2 separate regions of the Mus musculus genome follow, and region 1 is linked to region 2. A link is a contact called in public HiChIP or PLAC-seq data. All regions are on one chromosome and are shown on one strand. Each heading gives the region's core, a stretch centred on a gene start, on an enhancer-like site or on the middle of the called end of the contact. The rest is flanking DNA. Distances are from core to core; before and after follow the strand shown. Region 1 has its middle 100 kb from the start of Gm30085. Region 2 overlaps Pdzrn4 (PDZ domain containing RING finger 4).

Region 1 (7,321 bases), core at 3,375-5,874, 650 kb before region 2:
GTTCCTCATTGCTTATGGAATAGGTCTAATCTGATTTTATTATTCGTTCAGAACAAATGTGCTGTGTCTTGAAAGGTGTGCTCAGATAAGGATGGATGAGCACTGTTCTTGGGGTTGAGTGCGTCTGCTGCTGCTGCTGCTGCTGCTTGGGAAAATGGTCCAGGTGATTAGCCTGACAACCAGCGACACTATCCAGCTGCCTGATGATTCTTTAGTTAAAAATAAGTCCATTGTTATTCCTACGTAGGAACTGTAAAAAGTGAGGGGCATCTCCAGCTCAAGGCATTATTCCTTCACGAAGGAAATCATGCCAGACAAAGCTTTATTTATCCTTCGGGTGATGCACCACAGTAGTGGCATGCTCTTACTGAGTTCTCGCTAGATGCTAGGTGCTTCCTCGGGGACTTGACATGCGATAGCTTAGTGAATCCTCTAAAATGAACCGCGGCTATTGGAAAAATATATATTACATTGGTGCATTGATCCAGTATGCAAATAAAATTTAAAAAAATCATACTGTGGCCACCACCATAAATGCATTGATGTCTCTTATTGTGTAGGTGGTTAGGCAGCGGCTTGAAAATCCACTTAAAAGTTGTTTGGGAAAGACAGCAAATGCTGGCAAGGAACCCTTATGTATGGCTGATGGGAAAGCGAATGGATACAGACAGCTGTTAAAATCAGTGTGGAGGTTCCTTTAAAAAAAACAAACAAACTAGAAACAGATGTATTGTAAAACAAACAAACTAGAAACAGATGTATCGAATGGCTCAGATACATGTCTGGCGTATACAGAGTGGACTCTCCTTTTTGCTACAGGGACACTTTCTCACCCTTGTTCACTGCTGCTCTGTTCCCCATAGTTCCCAACAGACACAGCCTAGATTCACATCTACTGATAAATGGGTACTGAAAACATGGTACCTGCACACTACAGAATTTTATTTGGCCGTGAAGAGAAGCGTAATTATGAAATCGAGTGAAGTGACTCAGCCGCCAAAGACAAAGTTAGTTACATGTTCCCCCTCATATGTGGACCCTAGCATCCAGATTTTGAACTTGTTTGTTAGTGTGTAAACACTGTAGCATGGCTCATGAGCCTCCCCCCTAGCTAAGAAGCCACTGCATTTGATCACATCAGGGCTGGAAGAGTCAGTTTTCTTTTGGGGCCTCTGGTAGTTCACCTAGTCTTTGGTGGTGGCCTTGTGATGGCAGTTCTTGGTTGTCAAGTTGACTATGTTTGGGATGAACTACAGTCCATAAATGGAGGACACACCTGTGGCCCAGATTTTGGGGCAGGAAGACAACACGACTTTGCTCCAGACCTTGAGGTGGGCTGACACTGTTCTTAACCCAGATTGATACATGTCTTCAATCCACATCTCGAGGCACACCTTTAATCTGGGCCATTCCTTCTGCTGGGGGCCTGAATAAGGACAATGGGAGAAGGAAGGGTTGTTCTCTCTTTGCCTGCTTGTGCTCACTTGGCCAGCACATCTATCAGAGCCTGCTTCTTCAGGATTCCAGCTTGTACAGAAGACCAGCAGAAACACCCAGCCTCCTGGGACTGAGCAATTTGGATTTTCCATTCACAGCTGGCCATTGTTGGGTTGTTTGGACTGCAGCCCTTGTAAGTCATTCCAGTGAATTCCATATATATATATATATATATATGGAATATATATTTACTCATTCCATAAGTCCTTGAGACCCTTGAGAACCCTAATACAGGCCTCACACCCATGAATACACGGGCAGAACAAATTGGATTTATAAAAAGAAAAACAATGACCCAGAGATGGAGAGTGGATCTGGGAGGAGTTAGGAGGAAGGAGCAGAAGCTGAACGTGATCAACATATATTGTGTGTAGGCTTGAATTTTCAAAGGAGTATTAATCATTATATTTAAAATCTGTGCAGTTGTAGCATGCTGTATCACAAAGGGGTTCTCATGCACATTAGTATGGATCAGTCCTGAATCCAAATTTAAGTGTCATTTTATATTTTGAGCAAAATTAGTTTATTATTATTATTATTATTATTATTATTATTATTATTATTGTTATTATGTGTCATTGTGGATTGAATGGAGGGCCTTGTGAATGTTTGGCAAGTGCTCAGCAACCCAGGCAGACCTCGAAATAGCAACTGTTCTGTTTCAGTTTCCCTATGCCACCGAGTGGCTAGATTTACAGACCTGTGGCACCATGCCAGACTCTCCAAATTCCTATCCCAGCTAACAAGCTCATACTCCTTGGTTTAAAGTCAGGAGGGGAATGGTACCTCTCAAGCAATACTGTGAGGATTAAATCAGATCGTAATTTTAAAACGATAAAAATAGACAATGCGTTCTGCAGCAAAATCCATTTTCTATTCCTTTTCTCAAATTCTCTTTCCCCTCCCTCCCTCCCTCCCTCCCTCCCTCCCTCCCTCCCTCCCTCCCTCCCTCCCTCTGTTGCATGATCATGGAATTTTATTTGTACTACTTAAAATTAACCACTACCCCCCTCATATGTTCACATATTGCAGCATTTGGTCCCTGGCTGTTGGCACTGTTTGGGGAGGTTATTGGACCTCTGGAGGTGGAGCCTTGTAGGAGGAAATACATCACTGGGAGGTGGGCCTTGAGATTTTATGACCCCGCCTCACTTCTAGTTCCCACTCTCTGCTTAATATATATAGTTTGGGATGTAATCTTTCTACCGCCCAATCCAGGTTCCTTCTTTTTTTGCCTCCATCACCATTTTGGGCCCTCACTCTGGAATTGTAAACCATAATAAACTCTTCATAAATTGCTTTGGCCATAGTACTTTATCACAGCATCAGAAAAGTAACAGATACATCTAGTGTCCGTCGGAAGAAAAGCTGGGGCTGTAACTCTCTTTTCCATTATTCTCTAGGAGATGGAACTGTCTGTCCAACCGCTTAGGTGAGCACTTTATGTAAATGCACCTCCTTGTAGGTTTGAAGACAGGTCACGTATTCTAAGAGCAAACTCTCAGCTGCAGAGTTGGGGGCTCCTGCAAGCATCACATCTAGGGTGGGATATTGTCTCCACGTTCTCTTTTCCCTTAACCTCTGTGTATTTCAGAATGTGTTTAATCGTCTCTTTTGTCTTTCACTATGTTAGAGAAATTAAGCCTGGCTTTGCTATTCAAGCTCGGGACATCCAAGATGGCAGGAAAAACAAGACAAGGTCTTTGCTTTAATTTTATGAAAATTTCCATTTTTGGCTAAGATGGTTAAATTGACAATGGAGGCTTCAGATAACTCTAGATTCTCCTAGTGTTCAAACTCATTATTGAAGTCATCATTTTAAAAATAATCTATCTATCTATATTTGTTTTTATTTGACTGGGTGAATTTTGCCTGTGCACCATGCACATGCATTGCTTATGGAGGCCAGAAGAGGGTGTTGGATCCACAGGAACTAAAGTTACATGGTTGTGAGCTGCCATGTGGTTGCTTGAAATCATATCCAGGTCCTCTGGAAGAGCAGCCTGTGTTTCTAACCATTGACCCATCTCTCCAGCCCCTGAAGCCATCAATCTTGAGAAAAAAAAAAAGTTAAAAGTCTCCAGCTTGAGGATGGGTTTAAAAGACTTAAGTTTTCTTGGGTTGCAGTTTATTTTTGTTGGCATCAGATGCATGGCTGTCTATGGCTGTGGCTCTCACACAGTACTCCGTGGAATTCCTCAGTGCTCATGCCCACTGGTGCCATCGTTTGGCTCAGAAATATCCAAGAGCTGTGGAAGCATTGCTGGGCGTTGTTAAGCATCTGTGAGCTCCTTCAGTTTTCTTTTCAAGAAACGGGATTGAGAAACCAGCAATTAATTGCTTAGCAACGTAGTGTTTTCAAGCAATCTTGGGTTTCCAGGATCAAGAGAAAACATATCCATCCGCTCCATCTCCGGTTGGTACCGGGTTTCCTCGCCATAGTTCTTAATAGCAATGGATGCCAGCCGCTTGATGACATTATCTCTAGAGTTACTGCTTTGAGAATTAATATTTGAATTGTAGCTACCTCCGTGAAATATCTGTAGGAAGACTCACTTTCACTTTGAAACATATAATGTCAGTGTACTATCCCTTCTTATGGCCGATAATATCAAGGACATATATCCTTTGATGATATCAAGGACAGTAGAAGCATAAATATGTCCGTGAAGATGTTCTACATTGAATTATTGAATGGAGACAGGGAGTCTGCTGGAAACCATACTAATGTCCCATGCTCAGACACTTTCTTGTATCTGGTCACTGCCAGGAAAAGCAGCTATTTGGGTTAATCTGCAATATCTTTGGGGTTGGTATTTCTCATCAGAAGATGGTATATGAGTCCCACCTTCCCTGAGTTGATAAGCTGTGAACAGTTTAGACTTGCAGGATAAAGAAGCCCTTTCTTGTCCTACATACTTCGCTTAAGAAGTGCATCTTAAGGAAAAGTGTGGTACAAATTGCCGCCTTGGTGTAGACATGTAAAAATAAGTATATCCGAATCAAAGCTTTCCTTTACTTAATGTGGGATAATTTTCAGTAAAGTCACCATCAGTAATTACCCTGTGATGTCTCTTAGGACGGCATCTCCTAGTCTGGCTATAGTGGTAAGCTTGCCCTGTGGAGATTCGGGCTGTTTTAGACACTTAGGGTTGCCCCTCTTCTTCTCAGGCTTGTCTGAAGAGGGCCTGGCTTCCTAATTGCTGGTGAGGCTACCATAAGAACACTCATGAGGTCCCATTTCTCCTTTCAAGGGGCTTTACAAAATATCAATTAATTGCTTTGAATGGGAAGCTAGCTCTGCAGCTGCCGGGAGAGAGAGAGAGAGCTCGCTCGCTCGCAGTGATTGGCCCATTATGGCTTACAGCTGTTGGAAATGTTCTTCAAAGCATAATTACAGATCTTCATATATATTTAAAGAAAAAGGAGCAGGAGGAAGGCCACCGAGGGTCCTCTATAACAAATGACTCTCATCTTCCATTCTTTTGGAAAGCAGCGGCTTCCTATAAACAGTTGTCCTCCCTGGACAGAGAGAATGAAAGTGTTACACTATCCCTGTCCCCAAGCAAGAAGACAGTTGAATCCCCTTGGAGAAGCCAAACCCAGTCTCTCACGTTCCAGCTTGGGTCTGTTTAAGATAATAATAATATTAATGATAATAATAACAGCAACAATAATAATTTGTTATCAATGGTGTGGTGGCTGCCAGACTCTTCTGGATGCAGCTTTTATTTGCTATTTGATCTAAGGTTGGCTTTGTTTTCTCTTGTTCTCTGTCTCTTTCTTCTTCCTGTCTTTCTTTCCTCCCTCTTGCCCCTGTCTCTCTTTCCTGCATATGTGACTCTCCGTGATACACAGATACATTGCTAATTCTATTAATTTTCTTATCAAATCCAGCAAGGTAATCAAAGCTTCCAATTTAGTGATTTATTATCTGCAGTGAGCTGCGCGGAGTGCACCTTTCATTCTGTGTAATTGGCCCGGGAGGGGAAGAGACTTTCTGGGGGGGATGTGCCTTCAACTAACCGTTTCCATTTCAATTGAATATTGAGCAAACAAATGGAGTGTCCTTTCATCGGCTTAAACCATTTAAAGTGATAAAGCTAGCGATTTTGCATTTGAATATCTGCCAGGGATATCTGTGGATGAGACTCTGACGCTGAAGATATTAAAATATGAGCATATTCACATCCCTCTATAAGATTTGCTCTCAATCAAACATCTGCGTATGATATGTTAATCAATGTGTAAAAGGCAACATTGATCAGACGTGCAGTGTGTCTCTTACTGTTGCACCATCCTGGAGACAAACAACTTCCCTTTTTCAACCAAGTGCTGGGTCCTGTGTAGATTGGAGTTGCCTGCATAATTGGTGGAGTCAGATACTGAAACATTAAATAGAATTTAGCACCAAAATGCAGGGACAAAGTATATCCTATTTATTCCATTTCTACCCAGCCCTTCCCTACTCTAACTTCTCCCATGTGGCCCTCACCTTGAATCCATGACCTTTTTTATAATTATTATTGCTATGCACATACATACATGCAGATATAAACTAGAGTCCACTTAATGTTATCCTTATGTGTACGTGCTTAGGGCCGACCACTTGAATAATGCACCGGGAGCCTCATTCCCGGAGAAGATGGGGTCTCCCTTTCTCAGCAGCAACTGGTTGCCTAACACTTTTCGTCTAGGGTTTGGGCCTTGTGATGTTTTCTCCACTCTGTGTTGGCATGTTAGCTGATATAATCATTGTCCGGGTCTTATGCACGTACAGACAAGCATATTGTTGAGATTCTGTGGCTATAGCTTCCCTATCATGGCTCGAAGATCCTGTCTCAAAGCAGGTGTTCTGATCTTCTGGCTTTAAAGTAACCATACTGTTCCCTTCTTCTGCCGTGTTCCATGAGTCATTCCTAAAGGTTCGGTGTATATGGTTTTTAGTGTGGTTTTATTTTTTTTCCCAGAGATAAACCTTACAATCTCACCAACAAAACTAAATTTTGTTTACAGTAAAAGCATCAGTTCTCAACTCCCTTCCAACCTAGTGTCTTGTTCTGGCATTAGAGCTTACCTCTATAGAATTATGATATATACTGAAGAACAACTGACATGTATTAAAAAAAAAACCAAATAGTCCAATTAACAATGAGGTACATATCTAAATAGATAAGAACACTTAAAGAAACGTTGAACATCCTTAGCCATCAGGGAGATGCAAATCAAAACTACCTTGAAATTCTATCTCACACCTGTCAGAATGGCTAAGATCAATAAATAATGCAAGTAGCTCATGTTGGCAAGGATGGGGAACAAGGGTGAACACTTATCCACTGCTGATGGAATGCAAGCTTGGACAGCTACTATAGAAATCAATTCTCCAGAAAGTTGGAAATCTAGCTACCTCAAGATCCAGCTATACCACTCTTGGGCATATGCCTAAAGGATACTCCATCCTACCATGAACACATGTGCTCAAACATGTTCATTGTGGCTTGATTCATAATAGTCAGAAACTGGGCACAACTTAGATGTATCTCAACAGAAGAACAGATAAAGAAAATATGGTATAATTTGCACAATGGAGTATTATTCAGCTGTTAAAAAAATTGAATCATGAAAATTTCAGGCACTTAGATGGAACTAGAAAAGAAATCATCCTGAGCAAGGTAACACAGACTCAGAAAGTATTTGCTGATAAGTGATATTAGTTATTAAGTAAATGACAACCGAGTTGCAACTTGTAGACCCACAGATGTTAAGTATAGAGGAAGGGTTAGGGGGTTATACATGGAGTGGGGAATACAATAGATCTTATGAG
Region 2 (7,177 bases), core at 1,080-3,579:
GGAAAGTTGTGCTGTGCATCAGCAAACAGCTGATGTGCTTTCTTACAATTAATGTACATGGCTACAAATCCAGAAATGAAGAACAAAAATGAAATATCTGCCTCACCTCCTTTTGAACAACTGTATTCTCCATTAAGTCTTTCTTTTGTTCCTTTTTTTAAAAAGATTTTCTTTCTTCCTTTCCTTTCCTTTCCTTTCTTCTTTCTTTCTTTCTTTCTTTCTTTCTTTCTTTCTCTCTTTCTTTCTTTCTTTCTTTCTCTCTTTCTTTCTTTCTTTCTTTCTCTTTCTTTCTTTCTCTTTCTTTCTTTCTTTCTTTCTTTCTTCTTTCTTCTTTCTTTCTTCTTTCTTTCTTTCTTCTTTCTTTCTTCTTTCTTCTTTCTTTCTTCTTTCTTTCTTCTTTCTCTCTCTCTCTCTCTCTCTCTCTCTTTCTCTTTCTTTCTTTCTTTCTTTCTTTTTCTTTCTTTCAGCAAGCTGTAGCTATCTTCTTCAGACACACCAGAAGAGGACATCGGATCCCATTACAGATGGTTGTGAACCACCAGGTGGTTGCTGGGAATTGAACTCAGGACCTCTGGAAGATCAGACAGCTCTCTTAACCGTTGAGCCATCTCTCCAGCCCCAATGAAGTATTTCTTACCATCTCTATTCAGATCTTTGTTATTTATTTATCACATGAGAAGATTTCATGTTAAAGGACATACGCATATGCTCAGCCAAAACAATGCAAACTGGCCTCCTCCATGTGTGTTCAAATCCCTGTCCCTGCTGAAGGGGAAATCAATACATACAGGTGGCTTTAATAGTTAAAAAATATAATGTGTTTCTTCAGATCATATATGTATAATTAACTGAGACTTGCTATTTATCAGGCCAGCTTGTCACTGTTTGAAACACGTCTGATGAACTGGTGGCCATGATGGCTTCAAGACAAGTAGTTCCTGGAAGGGGATCTGTATCTTTCAAAAGGATAAACTAACTAACAGTAAGAACACATTGATTTCTAATCCCTGAAATGAAAGCTGAGAGAACAGGGGTGGCGAGAAGAGCAGGTGCTTTGGATCATAGCCTGAGATCTATTTTTTAAGGAGACAACATGCCATATTGCAAATAGAGACATGAAGAAGAACTAGCTCTCCAATTAGGACAAAACCATCCACTGCAGGCCATAAAACAACAGGAGACATCATGCTCTCGATACCTGAGAATTACTGTCACTTGTTATCTTAGCATGCCGCTCACTCAGAAATTTACCCAGGGGACCTGGAGCTCATCTAAACACTTTCAGGAAACATCCAGGGCCTTATGGCACACTGTTCTTTCAGGCCTCAGAGTAGAAGTTAGCCAGAGCCTAGTGCCATACGAAATGATTTATTACCACAGGCTGAACTAATGCGTTCTGCTTTACAACAATCCTGGCAGGCCAGGGGAGAGGCTACGTTTATCACCAACAGTACATAGTGCTGAAGAGCTCTGTGTTATTCATAAGCTGCCTTCTCTGTGCCATCGTAATGCTGATAAATTAGGAAAAAATGCATATTTTATTTCAATTTATAACATATTGTTATATACCTATCAATACATCACGTCGCAGCAGGCGGAGCAAATGTTACTGCTGGGGGCTGCTGACATGCTTCAGTAAAGCTCAGAGGAACTGCTCGGACAATGCCACGTCATGGCTAGCATGGCAAATAAAAAGCCACTTTTATCTCTCATAATATTTAGAGGAGATTTGCAGAAATGTCAGTGCTGCGTAAAGGAGAAACTGGAGGGAAAGTCCCAAGGGACACAAAATTTTCCACTGCAAGTCCTTGGGAGGAGTAGGGTCTTCTACACGCCAAATGACAGCTCTGGGTGATGCTTAGTCCCTCCTCCCAAAAAAAGGAACAGTGAAATGGATTTATAAAGCAGGATTTTGCCATTCTCCATTATTTTGGTTGTCTTCTTTTGCTTCTCTTGTCTCTGATGGTGAAATGCCCCATTCTAAAGACACATTTTGAGATGATGCCTTGATTTTTTTTTTTTTTTTGTGGATTCCCACATTTTATGCACCTTTTAATTTTACAACTTCCTTTTTCCGATATTAGTCAGGCTGCATAGACAGATGGTACTCAGGTCTTACAGTAGACTTAGCAATCTCCTTTTCTGTCCTATGCAAAAACAGTAGTTGGGATGTAACGAATAAAAGCTAATTTAAGGGTAATTGATACTCTTAATAAGGCAGAGTTGGTTTTAGACATCAAGAATTCAATAGATATAGTTTGGAGCTGACAGAGTGTTGGTACTCAGTTTAACTGCTTCAATCACAAATTAGACATCTAAGCCCCTGATATGTCTGTGCCCGGCTACGTATCTAGAAGAACCCCAATTAGATCACAAATTTGTCTCCTAATTTAAATCTATTATTTCAAGTGCCCTTTCTGGAGTTTAAAATGCAAATTTATACATGAGATTTTTCTTCTAAAGACTTAATGTTTGGATATAATGACCCTTTCCCATTTCACAGCACCCAAATATGTTGCTGTTGCTCTAAGTCATTGGAAACATCCAGTTATAATAAAACAGATACAAAGGCTGCCTTCCTGGGGTTTTATGCCTAAGCTGGGGAAATTGTCAGACTTAAGAAATAAGATCCAATAACCATTACCAGTGAACTAGAGGAAGAAAAACTACCAAAAGAAGAAAAAGGTATTGGATTAGTTACATAGTTGAAGGTATGAGCAGCCGTGTGTGTGTGTGTGTGTGTGTGTGTGTGTGTCTGCGGTGTGTGCATGTGTGTGTGTGCATGTATGTATGTGTGTGTGCGGTGTGTGTGTGTGTGGTGTGTGTGTGTGTATGTGTGTCTGTGTGTGTGTGTGTCTGTGTGTGTGTGCGGTGTGTGTATGTGTGTGTGCATGTATGTATGTGTGTGTGCGGTGTGTGTGTATGTGTGTGTGCGGTGTGCGGTGTGTGTGTGTGTGTATTTGTATATGTGTGTGTATGTGTGTATATATGTATGTGTGTATGTGTGTGTGTATGTGTGTATGTGTGTGTGTGTGTATGTGGTGTGTGTGTATGTGTGTGTGTGGTGTGTGTGTATGTGTGTGTATGTGGTGTATGTGTATGTGTGTATGTGTGTGTGTGTGGTGTGTGTGTATGTGTGTGTATGTGTGTATGTGTGTGTGTTTGTGTGTATGTGTGTATGTGTGTGTGTGGTGTGTGTGTGTGTGCGGTGTGTGTATGTGTGTGTATGTGTGTATATGTATGTATGTGTGTGTGTATGTGTGTGTTTGTGTGTATGTGTGTATGTGTGTGTATGTGTGTGTGTATGTGGTGTGTGTGTATGTGTGTGTGCGGTGTATGTGTATGTGTGTATTTGTATGTGTGTATGTATGTGTGTGTGTGTCTGTGTGTGTCTGTGTGCGTCTGTGTGTAGCAGGAGCTAGGTCTTAACACAGAGAAGTCCAGATCCACTATCTTTCATTACTCTTGGGGGCTTTGGCAAACCGCAGAAGACTTCAAGCAGACTCCCAGTGAATACCGAACATCTGCCTTTTCTACTGTTGGTGCAGATATTACCTATCCCAAAGAAATGCTATTCATTCCCTCATTCCATGCAAAGGTACAACAGTATGGCCGCTCAATACCCAGCACAGCTTAATACTGTGCTCAGCTTGCTGGACACACCAGGGTCAGTGAAGGCTGGTGGAAGTTTTAAACAGACATTGCTTCTCAGCTGCCAGAGATGCATGGCTGGCCCTCATCGACTGATATTGCAGTGTCCTTAAGCATGGTGGGAGAAGGAGAAACTCCGAGCTATCAATATCTTACTTACTCATAATCTGTTCTGGAACCAGCAACTTGGCCACACGTTGTTGCTTCCTCCCCACCAGGTGCTGAGCAGTGATAGAAAAACATTTTCAATATTTGAAAGGTTTTTCTTGGTGCTTTTCTGCAAATTGCCATAGTCACCACACAGTTGGGTCTTCACACCAGTCTAAGATGTCCCATTCTTTTGTCTCAAAAATTCTCTTCTCCTGTTCACAGATTATTAGTGTTCAACTTGAAAGTCGTAATAACTTTCATGCCTATATTGTTAGTTTTATTCATTAGTTTTTAAATCATATTTCACACAGACCAGAGCTAGGTCCAGCCATTCTCTCACGCTAGGACGTAATGACTCACCAAAGGAAAACAGAGACCAGCTAAACCACTAAAGCTTTACTATACATTCCCAATAGAACCCAGTGAACTGAATAAAAGTGGCCAATTGACCTTTCCTTTTACTGCCGTAAGGATCCTTTTGGATAAAGCAAGTATTTGCTGCTCAGTTCAGTTTGTAAATTATCCAAGGTGCTTTAGCTTCTTAGAATTTTTTTTTTTAAACTATAGACTCTGGAAACCAAATAAAGCCAAGAGAGCTAGATACAGTTTAATTAATTAACTAATTAATTAATTGATTAATTCATTAATGTATGAGTGCTCTGCTGCATGTACACTTGAATGCCAGAAGAGGGCATCAGATCCCATTATAGATGATTGTGAGCCACCATGTGGTTGCTGGGAATTAAACTCAGGACCTCTAGAAGAGCAGCCTCTCTTAACTGCTGAGCCATCTCTCTAGCTCCTAGATATAATATTTTACTTTTCCTTTGGTTATTATTCTTACACAATCTAGAGTGGTAGGGATCCCTAGGAGTCTTTCTAGGCTGGAATTTTTTATCTGGTAGCTAGGATGCCTTCGGTCACAGGGGTTGGGCTGGCTATAAGTGAGAGAATGAGGATAAGGACACATTGACAGCCCAGTAACCTATAAACATCCCATTCTCTACCCACTCCATCCCATTCTCTACAAACACATAAGCTGTGCACAGGCTGCCACGCCATGCTTTCCATTCACGCATGTTACACGTATGCCAGGGCGCTCACATCGGATGTTCTGTTTTGTGTTTCAGCTGTGGGCCTAACGCAGAAGTAAGAGTCACCATGCCCACATTCTAATGCTGAACTGGATCACCACAGCAGACTGGGACATCTGGCATCCTGAACAGATCTGAGACCACCGTTTGAATCTATATTTTGGTTGACATCAAATTTCTCTGGACAGAGTTGGGAGAAAAAGAGCACTTGCCCACGTTTTCTAGAAAGTTTCAGGAAGAATTTCTTTGGGGTAACTGAGGGGGTCTAAAGTTGAATCGGGTGTGGGATTCTGACTGGTAAGACTTTGATGATAAAAGCCTATCTATTCATGGGGTTATAAATGACTAGCCAGGCTGGTCAGGTTCTGGGAAAGTATACCAAAAAAAAAAAAATGCTTTGTATCATACCATATGTACCTCCGCTCTCTTCACATAATATCAGAAGGCAACCATTTATAAAGTGAATAAACTGTTGGCTTAGCAGACTGTGAACACCAGCCTGCCACAGCCATTAACTTTCTGCCTATAAGAATTGAAATGTCTCTTTCCATTTGATTAAAAACATTAACCGGCATGAAAAGATAACTTTTCTTTCTATAGCTCTCTTTGTTTATTTTTCTTTCCGGACATCTGAATATAACATAAAAATCAGCATGTAGGACTACCCACTCATTCAGTCCTATTACTGAACAGGTCACACACAAAACAAAAGGGAGGGGAGGTCGTATCTCTGAGTAGAGCCAGAAAATTAGAACCATAGCATCCCTCTGGTGTCCATGCAAACACGGAGTGCCAAGGGTGCATGCTGACTTACGGCTGTGGCTTTTCCATCTAGGAGAACGATTAGCATAATTGGGTTTAGATCAGATGGAAGCCATTAGCCTTAAATTTCTTGCTGAGGCCTAAAGTGTCTAACTAATATCCATTTTATTCCATGTTACCTTCTACTTGCTCACATAAATTATCTTCCCTTCTGCCAGGCATAAGAAAAACTCATCCTTATCCTTATGTGAATTTTATCCTCCACTCTTATTCCACCATGTGCTCTATAGAAACCACTTTCCTTTAAACCAAAGAGCAGCAAAGCCCCTTAGTTGTCACCACAAGCATTATTAACTTAAGCCAGCACAGCTGATGGTCACTGAGTACCATCAGAGTTGTCATCCCACTTCCCAAGTGGACCAGGCAAGCTCTCGACAAGCTGAGCATCAGATGAACACATGCATGGGATGAGGACGAGGGCCATCTGTTTGTTGACACCATACTTGGGATATGCCCGAGCTTTTGAGCCAAAAGGTGTTCGCAATGAAAGCTGCCCCCTCCCTCCCTCACCAGGGAAGACAGTGCCGGCCAGCCTCTGAGCTGTGGTACATTCATGCCTGTACTATTTTCAGCAAGCGCCTGTAAGAAGAGGCAACGGATTTTATACATTTGGCATTATTACCACCACCCCCCCCCCAAAAAAAAAAAAAAACTCCATGGGAAAGAAAAAGCTTTGCTGTGGGAAGCAGGGTTTCAGGCCCCGTCTCAGATGCTTGGCTGCTTCTGCCACCTGCTGGCTTCAGGCTGGAAAGTTTCAACTTCTTCCCTCTCACAGTAGAGATTTCATGATGTTTATTGTTCAGCTGAATTGATGGGGTGGAATCTTAGAAGACCACAAGTTAAAGGGTTGTAGGTCGTTGCTGAGACCAAACATTTTAAATATAGGCTTCGTTTTAGCACTTGCTGACACTCAGGAAGTCATGAGTGGGTTGCTGTTTGCATATGCCCACACCCAGATTCCCATTGACAACACTTTATTCTGTCCCATTTGTCACAATAACTACCAAAGCAGGTAAGAGCATTATGAACTAAAGGAGAACAGAAGTATTGAGAGTATCAAAAGCCATGAACTATGATTTATCAAGACTAACACAGGTAGGTATTGGGCAGCTCCCATTTCTGACAAAGAACTATCTTCATTGGCCTATGCATGTTATATTTTGTGATTTTTCACACATAACACACACACACACACACACACACACACACACACACACCCTACAAATGGGAATATTTTGACTTATCTCCCTTCAGGAATGATGTTTAGCTTGATGACTCTTAGTCAAGGCCTTTCTCATAAATTTGTTGGCAGGTTTTAGTTGATGAATACTGTTGAGGTTTGCTCTTGTGTATATTGTAATGCTGACAGCTGGCCTCTGAGACGTAGAGTCAGAATATAGACCCAAGTGACACTATCTGACCCCCCTACCCCCAAATTATTTCTGATTGGTGAATAAAGT

Evidence for each region. HiChIP or PLAC-seq counts read pairs in DNA pulled down with a chosen protein or histone mark.
Region 1: an H3K4me3 HiChIP or PLAC-seq map of embryonic basal ganglia shows a contact between it and region 2, with 8 times the contacts expected there. The contact joins two enhancer-like sites. A contact is called at or near these places in 5 of 484 Hi-C or Micro-C datasets (cerebral cortex, cortical neurons and uterus) and 2 of 115 datasets of contacts at active chromatin or transcription factors (embryonic basal ganglia and embryonic midbrain).

Annotation. Positions count from the first base shown.
Region 1 is chr15:93,098,529-93,105,849 of GRCm38.p6, reverse strand. No RefSeq gene overlaps it. Among named protein-coding and RNA genes, the nearest start is that of Gm30085, 100 kb to the right of the region's middle. Within about 2 kb of position 4,624, at least 3 of the 459 cell types and tissues checked have an H3K27ac peak or open chromatin away from gene starts, as enhancers often do. A contact at or near this core is called in embryonic basal ganglia, where this site is marked.
Region 2 is chr15:92,447,038-92,454,214 of GRCm38.p6, reverse strand. All of the region lies in intron 3 of Pdzrn4 (PDZ domain containing RING finger 4), which reads right to left. Among named protein-coding and RNA genes, the nearest start is that of Pdzrn4, 54 kb to the right of the region's middle. Within about 2 kb of position 2,329, at least 4 of the 459 cell types and tissues checked have an H3K27ac peak or open chromatin away from gene starts, as enhancers often do. A contact at or near this core is called in embryonic basal ganglia, where this site is marked.